Regions from separate parts of the Sus scrofa genome. Here region 2 is linked to region 1. Evidence: chromatin contacts called from public HiChIP or PLAC-seq data. All regions are on one chromosome and are shown on one strand. The core of a region is the stretch at or near the end of the contact, and the rest is flanking DNA. Distances in the headings are between cores, read along the strand shown.

Region 1 (4,741 bases), core at 1,760-4,259:
CTTGGCCTCATTTTCCTTCTTGAGTAAGCTTTCTTAAAACCTTAAAAGTTATTTTTCCTCTCATTTTCAGGGTTGATCAGGGAGAAAAAGGAAATATGGAATCATTAAAAAACAGCCCTAAAGAAAAGGAAATGTGCAAAACAATGAAAAACACAGAATGGTACTTTCTGTGATGATCTATCAGTAGGGATTAGGTTGTGATGTTGCTTGTTGTGGCTTATCTGTCATTCCATTATATATTATTTTCTCCTTTATGAGAAAAGCGGTGTTTATTATCACAGGTGACAAAACACAGAAATAAAAAATAAGCAGAGAGGTTACATTCAGTCACTTAAAGCAGATTTCATGTTTGCTTTTTTTGCTTTCATTCCCAAACCAGAAGCCAGTAGACCAAGGGAGGGTGCAAACTGACTTTCTCAGGTGTTTGTTACCCAGAGCGACCCAGAGCACAGGTGCTGAGCCAATGAGAAGATAAGCATTAAGTCATTCTTGGTGATATTTAGCTAGGTAGCCACAGAAAGATTTCAGAAATACCACTGTGCTACTGTTCAAATATTTACTAACTGAACCTGGAAAAGGAAAAACGTTGGTCACCTCATGTAGAATTCCTTGTCCTTTTTCTTCTTTAAACAGATTGAAGAGAAGGGGGTTGTTTATCTAAGAAAGAAATATGAGCTTTGCAATATGGACTTTCAGGTAGAACTAATGTGGGCTTCATTATGCAAATACAATTTAGTGATCTTGCATTTGGCAAAACATTCTTTTTTGTTTCTTGACTATTTATTTTAAGAGATGATTTACCAGTTCGGCAGATTAGAATGTTTACTACAATGGCGCATCTTTCATCTCTCACTGTGACTGTTGGCCCTGGAGTTACCCATGCCACGGGAGAGGAAGGGAAGCTATTCTACCTGAGCCGTGACAACTTAGAAAGAAATGGGAAGGCAGCATGAGCAGATGTTTAGGATGTAGTCTGTCTTTCAAATATTTGAGCCTGTGTTGCTGTGTGCTTTTTAAGTTTAACACTGTTATCTGCACATCTATGAATTTTGGAAGATTTAAAGAGCACTGCAGGGATCTTCTTAGGAAAGGAGAGAAAATTACTGGAGAATTTGCCCAGAAGGGATTGTGCTTACAGAGATAGGACTAATGAGTTTTGTACTCTGGAGCAAGTCTTTCTGATACGTTTTTGTTGTTTTCTGTTCTTTGATTTGAAGCGACCCCTCTTGTTACACTGAATGCAGTGCTGAGGGCTTTCATTCATCTCGGCTCAGGACCAAAGTAATAACTTGGTCATTTCCTCTCCGAAGGTAAGAGAGCTAATGAGAAACACAGATTATGAGCCGAGATCTATTCTGAGATTAAGATAAGGTGTCCTAAGAGAAGGTTTACGGAGAAATGAAAGACTGGGGCAAAGTTTTGAATGGGGGAAAACAGCTCTGCTTTCAATGGTCACGTTCTCTGCTGTGTAAGCATTGTGCTATGATGTCACTGCAATAGTTAATGGCTAATCTATGTATGCAATTTGTTCAAAACTCCTTTAGAATATAAGTAGTCCTTATCAAGAAAAACTCCGGGGTGATTCTGGGTCTCATATAAATAGCCTTACATGTGAAAGTGATGGCTTGTGAAAGGAAACCTGAGCTTTCAGTATCACATTTGAGTTAAATTTTCTGAAAAGTCTGAAACAGTGAAATCACCTGAGCCCCAGGAACATGACCCTCTTGCAGCCAAGCACCCTGCACGCCCGCCCACATGGGGTTGCCTTCAAAACTGATCAAGAAACTGAAGGGTGCTTGAAGGGAGCTGCAGCGCTGAACCCCCTCAGACGCCTGGAAACTCACCCCCACTTGCAAATGGCAAACCCTTGGGATAAAGCCCCCAAGGTTCTGAGAAGCGTAAGCCCTGCTTTATTTAATTTCCTCTCATTTACCAAGAGTCCCCGTCTATTTTAGTAAATAAATTCAGGAAATTGGTAAAGCACTTTACTCCATCCGTTATGTATCAGTAATTAGCATGATTGTCACGTTTTTCCTGGCTCCGGCGCTGCTGTTGCTTGCAGCTTCCCTCCTGTGCCTGCGGCCGGTTTATAACATCCCTGGTAATGGGTTTTATGAGCATAAACTACTTACACAAACAAAACAGCCCACACTTGTGCAGAGAAGTGTGCTTCCTCTGTTTCTAATGATTCCTGACTTTAGAGACTTTTCTCCATCTATCCTGGTGTCCTCCCCCAGTAATCCTTGTCCCTTTCCACCCACGACTGCTTTACACAGCAGGGAAGAATGAAAGAAGTGGCAATTCATTCATAGGTATCAGCCTCTCTCTCCTCTGCTGCCTGATCACCGCCCTCTCCCGCCCGTCTTAGCCGAACCAAGGAAAGGTGATCTCCTACCTTCATTAGCCACTGGGTATTGTTTTCCATGATATTCTCCAGCACTTGCAGCCTCTGCACAGAGTCGTCATAGTCGAGCGGCGCGTCCCTCTGCACCGCGTTGGACACGTAGGAGCTGGAAGGGGAGCGGCAGTTGTCCGTCTCAGGCAGCAGGAACGTGTAGCTGCAGGGGCCGTGCTGAACCTGATACTGCCTCTTCCCCGTGCTGTCCATGCTCTTCCGAAAGTTGTTATAGGCTGCAGCCAAGACGAGATCACAGCTCAGAGTGAAGAAAACAAGCTGCCACATTCTTTTCCTCTGTGGGAATCAACCTCCGTTTAGCAAAGTGCAAGGCACGGGAGGCTCCCGGGTGCTAAGCTGCCCTCTCAGGCACGGGGCTCTGCTGCCATGGCTCAGGGTCCATCAATGAAAGTTCCCGCTTCCCTCTTTCCCTGCAGCAACTTTGGTTTCTGATGCCGCTTTCTCCTCTCTGGTCCCCAGTAAACTGTCAGACTGCAGTCGGAAGAATAATCCTACTCCCTTGTGAAGGCTGCATTCGCCTTCCAGATCAGACTTAATGCGCCTTTGTCTTGCTTCCCCCAGATTCTGCGGTGTCAGGATCCGAATCAATCACTTTCTTTCCTTATATGATAAGTTGATAAGAGAGCCAGACATGTGTAGCTGGCTGCCCCGCCCTCCCCTCCCGGCTTGTCCGTTATCTTCCTGTAGGGGGTCACTAGGCAGGCAACAGGAAAAATCCGAGTGTGGTGTGTGTTGTCCAGGCAGGGCTATAGGCTGTAGAAGCCCTCTGGGAAAAGCCCATCAGTTACAGGACCCCTGGGTATTTCAGAGGCACCACCCTAATTGAGTATTTCCTAGAGAGAGCTTGGCGGTCTCTTGTGTCTGAAACTGATTTCACAGGGCTGAGCTGGTAAAATATCTGGGGCAATAACTTTAAAGTACAATGAAAGTTCCTGTTTTTTCCTTTAGGAATAAAAATACTACAAATATGTCAGGACTTTGGTTTATTTTTGTTATTACCAACAAAAAGGAAGAAGTCTTGCTCTTATAAACTCTTTGCCTTTTTCATAGGGAAAATAGTTTCCTTGGTATTACTTGATTTTTGAACCACTAGCTTAAGAATGCAGAATTTTCATCTTAAAACAATTGGATAGAAACATCTCACTTTATTAAATTGGGTTAGGAAAATCAAGTTTTTGAGCTCTGACATTTAATCTTTTAAACAAAATATCCACTTCAGTATTCAAAGTAAATTTAAAATATGCTGGACTGATTAATGGCCCTCTAAATTATAATACATAGAGAAATCACAGTTTAAATAAGAGGAGGGTGAGAGAGGCATACATAAGCTTCTCCTTTATTAGGTCAGGGTTTGCTCAAATCCCATCATTTTGTAACATACTATCCAGGATCAATTAAATCAGCCACAGTTAGGGTCGAAGGCAAATCACTCCTTTTTAATTAAGCTCTAAATCCTCATCTGTAAAATTCAGAGGTTGCATTAACTCCCAAGATTCTTCTGTTTCAATTCTGTGGCTCCGTAAACCCTCTGTGTTCCTTCCTTCCTGGAGCTAAAACTTAGCACTTCAGAGACTGACAGTTGGCTCACTCACCAGCCAGAGTGCACAAGGGAACATGGAGCCTGGCATGGTCTTTTCACACCTCGTTGCCTGAGATTTGCCTCCAGGCCCGTCCAGCACTGACCTGACAGACCTCATCTACCCGTAAAGCCAGTGTCGGGCAGTCCAATCATGCAAGGCCAGATTTCAGAAGATTTTTAGGGTTTTCATTCTTGGATGACTATGAGATTTGTATAGGGAATTCTGTTTCAAGAGACCTAGTTAAACCTTTATAAAGGTCCCTCTCATGCAAGGACTGGCTCCCAGGTTACCCCCAGAGCAGGGACCTGTCTGAGGTCCACAGACAGAATTCGTGGGGTCTGTGAGCCTTGACAGAAAAAGATGTCTTTTTCACCAAAGTCTAACTGAAAATATAGCCTTGCTTTTAGCTATGAGTAGGTCACAAGCAACCCTGGTCAATATCTCTGGCCACCAATAGGCATCACATATTTTTGTCATGATAAGTCAAGCTGTTACTGCACTCAGCACTACATTTTTACGTAATCTGCCCCCAAGATCCTGTTATTTAATGTCTGAATAAAACAGCCCATTTCCGATAAAGGGTTCATAGACTTCCCCTGGCTATCGAAGGGCTCCATGGCTCAAGGAAAGCTAGATCTCAATTCTGGTACATGCTTTCCACCACAGGAGCAAATTAAATACACCTTACTTGGACCACTGACCATAGAGGGAAGACAGGGCCAGTGTTAGAACCCTGATTCACTGA
Region 2 (4,735 bases), core at 1,279-3,778, 260 kb after region 1:
CAGTATATTGCACTGTATTTGTTATTTTCAGTTTTTTTACAACTTGACTGGTCCAAACTCTTTATCACTCAAGTATTTAGTATCTTGCTGTTGTGTAATATTTTGCTTTCTGCTTAATTTCTCCAAGTCAGTGACAGAAATTACAGTTACATATCAAGAAGGACATGAGGGGAGGGCCCAGAAATGTTTGTGGGGAAAAGCTCTTGCTAGCGTGTGCTTTTATTGTATTGTGTTCTTAGCTGATTCCACTTTATATTTGCAAAATAATTAACATTTCTAATATTTATTGAAACGGCTTAATTTGCACACCCTGTACTCTATACAAAAGAATAAATAAGGTATAAAATATGAGAATTAAGTTTAAGTTAAAATTGTGACCCTGGTTCACTGTAGCAGAACTTAAAATTGCTCAGCTTTTTGAAGATTTAAGCTAAGCTTCTAGTACTTCACCATGTTTGTGCCATAAGTACTTCAAAACCTTAAGGTTTCCTATTCTTTTTTATATCAAAATAATCAGTGTGAACCTTTGTCAGAACAGAGTCCACAGATATTTGAGATGATGGAAGCTTCTCAAACATCTGATTTGATTTACTAGCATGTGCCTTTTGCCTGTTACTTTTGGGTTTGACAAAATATTTAACCCCAAAATCCTCTTTCCTGTCATCATGGTCAATTTCCATTGTTTTTGAGTTCTTTTCCTTCAAATCGCTGGCAGTGGTGCCTTGGGGGCTGGCCTGATGGCTCCACTGTGTAGCTGGCCAGCCTCTGCCTGGTCGCAGCCTTGAACCATCCATGCTCTTAGGAGCCAGCTCACCATCTTCGGCAAAGGCACTTTGCATTCGTATTAGGTCAGGAAATCAGCTTACTTGAGCCAGTGAAATACAGACTTTATCCATCCGGACGGAGTGATTTCACTTAGTTCCCATGAGTATGAACAAGGCCACACAATCTGTTTCACCTCAAAAGAAGAGCTGTGTTTTAGGAACCAAATCCCACACTTTCAGTCCTAGAGCAATAGAGGCCCTGGAAAAGGACCTTTTAAAAGTGTTGTGATCCTGCTCTATTTTTATGTTACAATTCAAACTTACATAACATTTCTGCTTATCGGTAATGGATTTTTGCTGCAGAATTGTATCAGTGTCCCAGATGAAACACACCAATTAAATCATCATAACAAGATGGAAATAATAATTAAGGGAAATTTTACCTGATTTTCCAGAACCAGAGTAAACCATTTCAAGTAATCCCTCTGAAGAGCTGGGTAATATCAGTTGGGGGGGTGTGTGTGTGTGTGTGTGTGTGTGTGTGCACATGCACACACATTCCCACAGGATACAATTGGCCTAATTTTCAATGGGGTGCAGGTAAAACTTTTGAGACATGTTCTCATGCCAAATTGCTGTTTTCTTCTACTTATTAAAGTGCAATTTAGATCAGTTCCATGTCTTATTAGTTTTTTTAACAGTCCTAAAGTTGGAGCCTACTTCTAATTAGATCAAAATAATGTAAGTTGTATAACTTACTTTGAATGTCATGGGTATGTTCTACATTTAAGTTTTAAGAAGCAGTAGTACCGTGGGAATTATGTTGATTATATGTGATTTGAAGAAGTCAAAATGAACTGCGTTAAGATCATTTGAACATCATGTTTCTTATAACTATCCTTGTATTCTTTTCACAAGAGGTCTATAAAATATTTGTTTAAAAGTGTTTTTTTGTATCAAAATACTCGGACAATTAGAAGCTTCTTTTTAACATGTATTGATATGACTTGAATTATTATTTTCTAGAATTAAGAGCCCTATATCTACCTGTAAATCTTTTTGCATAATATCAGTTTAAGCTTTTGTTTCTGTTATTCTTGATTTACAGCTTAGTTATCCCTTGGTTTTTCTTTCAAAGGAAGCAATCAATGTGCATGCTTTTATGTTTTTCACAAGAGGGTGTGTTTGGATGAAAGTAAAAGAAAAAAATAAAATCTTTCATTGTCTCTAATGTCTGCTATTTAACATTTCACGACCCCAAAATTTACCAACAGTCTCCTATTACATAGAATAGGCTTCATGGTTCACCCTGCATTCCAAGTATATAAAACTACAATAGTTTTTCTTCAATATTGAGCAAGTGTTTTAAGAAGTACATGAAAATCTTCAAAAGTGTGAAGCAATGTATTAGTTTTTCTATTTAAACTCATCTCCGTGTCAGATGCCTCTAATTATCCCCAGTGGTGAGTAAAATGTGACTGAATAATCTTCACCTCGCACATACTAGTGATTTCTTGTATATGTTTCATTTCCATGTGATTTTTTTTTTTTTCATTTAAAGCGGTATCGATTTTCCTTTATATCCAGATTACATAAACCTCTTGTTTTGTAATATTACATGGTTTATACTTACATTCACCGAATAGATTTATGTCAGTAAGTTGATTTAAATAAATTGACCATTGCCCCTTTCTTCTAACCTGTCTCCCAGCTAAAGTGGGGGCCACCACCCAGCTCTCGGAGGGCGAGGATCCCAGACCATTGAGTGGGCGCCATCTAGTGGTGAACGGAGAAATGACTGGCTGCTAGAGGCTGAGGCTGAGGCTGTGCCTGGACAGAAGGACTGGGCCCGAATCCAGATATTTAATGTGATGAATTTAAATAGGAAGATTCCGCAAGGAAAAACCACAGCAGTAACAGCAAGACATCCCGTAACACGAAGGGAAGGGATGCTGTAGCTGCCCTGCGGCCAGGCCCAGGTCTTAGGTTCTCTCCTAGGCCCCGGCTTGTTCGGTTATGCACCTTGCTTCCCACCTGCTTCCCAACTTTAAGAGGACAGGCCTGAACTTCTCCATCCACTCTGCCTTCTGTAGGAGAATAGCTCCCCAGAGCTTACAGCTGGTATTAGTCACCCCTGTGTGAAATAAAATTCAGATTTTATGGCAATGCAAGAAAAACAACAAAGTCTTCTCTGCCCTTTGGCCTCCTCGCAGTGTGGTGTATCTGCATTGTGCATCCACCAAACCTCCCCATCGGCAGAAATGCTGAAACTGAGCAGGGACCTGTGGGGCTCCTGGGCACACAAGCATTTCTGTGTCCCCCATTTCTTGTTTGGGGGCAATGGGCTTCAGAATTCCATGAATTTATCTGAGTTCCAAAAAAGTTCAAACAGTTGCTAATCAGGGAAGGGAGGGGATGCAGAGACCAGGGAGGAGAAGTCGAGAGACAATAGTGCAGCCTGGGGGCAGGGTCCTGGTCCCTCCTCAAGGAATATAGATAATGTCTTTGAATTCTTCAACCCCCAACAAATGGAAGATGTTAATGAAGTGGTTGTTTTTTTTTTTTTGTCTTTTTGCTATTTCTTGGGTTGCTCCTATGGCATATGGAGGTTCCCAGGCTAGGGGTCGAATCGGAGCTGTAGCCACTGGCCTACACCGCAGCTCACGGCAACGCGGATCGTTAACCCGCTGAGCAAGGGCAGGGACCGAACCCGCAACCTCATGGTTCCTAGTCAGATTCGTTAACCACTGCACCACGACGGGAACTCCATGAAGTGGTCTTCATTCCAGAAAGAAGGATCACCACCTTTGAAAAACACTGAAAACTTGCTGTCTACACTGATCTTTATCTGCAGCCCTATTTTTCTCCCCCACACTATAAAAACCATCTCCCAGTCTCTTCCAAGAGGGGCATAGTCTTCAGGGCCTTAGCCTGCTGTGACCCTCCTTTGCCTGGCAAAGCAATAAAGCTATTTTTTTTTTTTTTTCTCCTTCACCCAAAACTTTGTCTCTGTGTTTCTATTCTATACCAGTGAGCAGAGGCTGGGTTTTAGCAACAATACCTGCTCAGCCATGAAGAGCAATGTCCTCCCCAGCATCAGTAAGACCACTCCTTAAAGATAAACTTTCTTCTTGATCTTATAAGGCACTTCAGGGCATTTAGATCTGGATTGTGTAAACTGTCAATAATTCTTGTCATTTGATAAGCAGTCCTGTCCTCCAAAACTTACACAACCATGCCTTGACTTTGAAAGGGCAAGACAGTTCTGGGAGCTTTCTAAAATGCTCTTCCCAGTTTATAATCCTTAAATCTGGCTTGAATAAAATTTTCTATTTCTTTCTTAGATTGACTGGTAAATTTTCTATTGACATCTGCCTCATGGTGTAGGGAAAGATGGGCTGAGTGACCCCTGGGGCCTGGTCCTTAAATGGCCTATCCTCCAGAAGCTGAGTTGGTAGGTCTGAGAGGAGCTCAGGACACTTTTTAAATGACCTGTCAGGTGATTCTGACACAGGAGGTGTTTGGATGTAATAATGAGGCCCGTATGAAACCGAAAATACCTCTGACTCGAACCCAGCCAGAAGCCAGATTAGAAATTGAACCCATGGCTTTTTAGTTAGAATCACTCACTTGGAGTCTGGACTCACTGAGGTTCAGATTCTTTGTGTCTCAGTGCAGAAGAAATTCAGCAAGAGACAGAGTGATAGGCAAGAAATAGATTTATTAAGATAGGACACTTGTGAGAGATACAAGCAGGCAGGCAAGGAGGCTTTGCCTCTATGATTAAGTGGGTCGCATTTTTATAATCCAAAGAAAGTGAGGAAGGGGAAAGGTCTCTTTCACTCATTCCTTGATTAGATGTCAGGCTTACATCACTATCTCTTCCTTGGTATCTGGTAAGAGAGTATCTGATCCTATGAGGTCAAACTAAGACTATATAGCACTTATTCAAATCAGAAGAAGGCTGGTAA

What was found. HiChIP or PLAC-seq counts read pairs in DNA pulled down with a chosen protein or histone mark.
Region 2: an H3K27ac HiChIP or PLAC-seq map of alveolar macrophages shows a contact between it and region 1, with 4 times the contacts expected there. The contact joins the enhancer-like site here to the promoter of ANGPT2 in region 1. A contact is called at or near these places in 10 of 47 Hi-C or Micro-C datasets (brain, embryonic fibroblasts, epiblast stem cells and 6 more) and 2 of 2 datasets of contacts at active chromatin or transcription factors (alveolar macrophages and skeletal muscle).

The regions. Positions count from the first base shown.
Region 1 is chr15:37,591,208-37,595,948 of Sscrofa11.1, forward strand. ANGPT2 (angiopoietin 2) reads right to left here and starts at 3,010. Exons shown (of 9, transcript NM_213808.1): 1 at 2,396-3,010. The coding sequence starts at 2,683. All of the region lies in intron 12 of MCPH1 (microcephalin), which reads left to right.
Region 2 is chr15:37,851,478-37,856,212 of Sscrofa11.1, forward strand. It overlaps a transcript of AGPAT5 not described here. Among named protein-coding and RNA genes, the nearest start is that of XKR5, 45 kb to the right of the region's middle. Within about 2 kb of position 2,529, at least 5 of the 83 cell types and tissues checked have an H3K27ac peak or open chromatin away from gene starts, as enhancers often do. A contact at or near this core is called in alveolar macrophages, where this site is marked.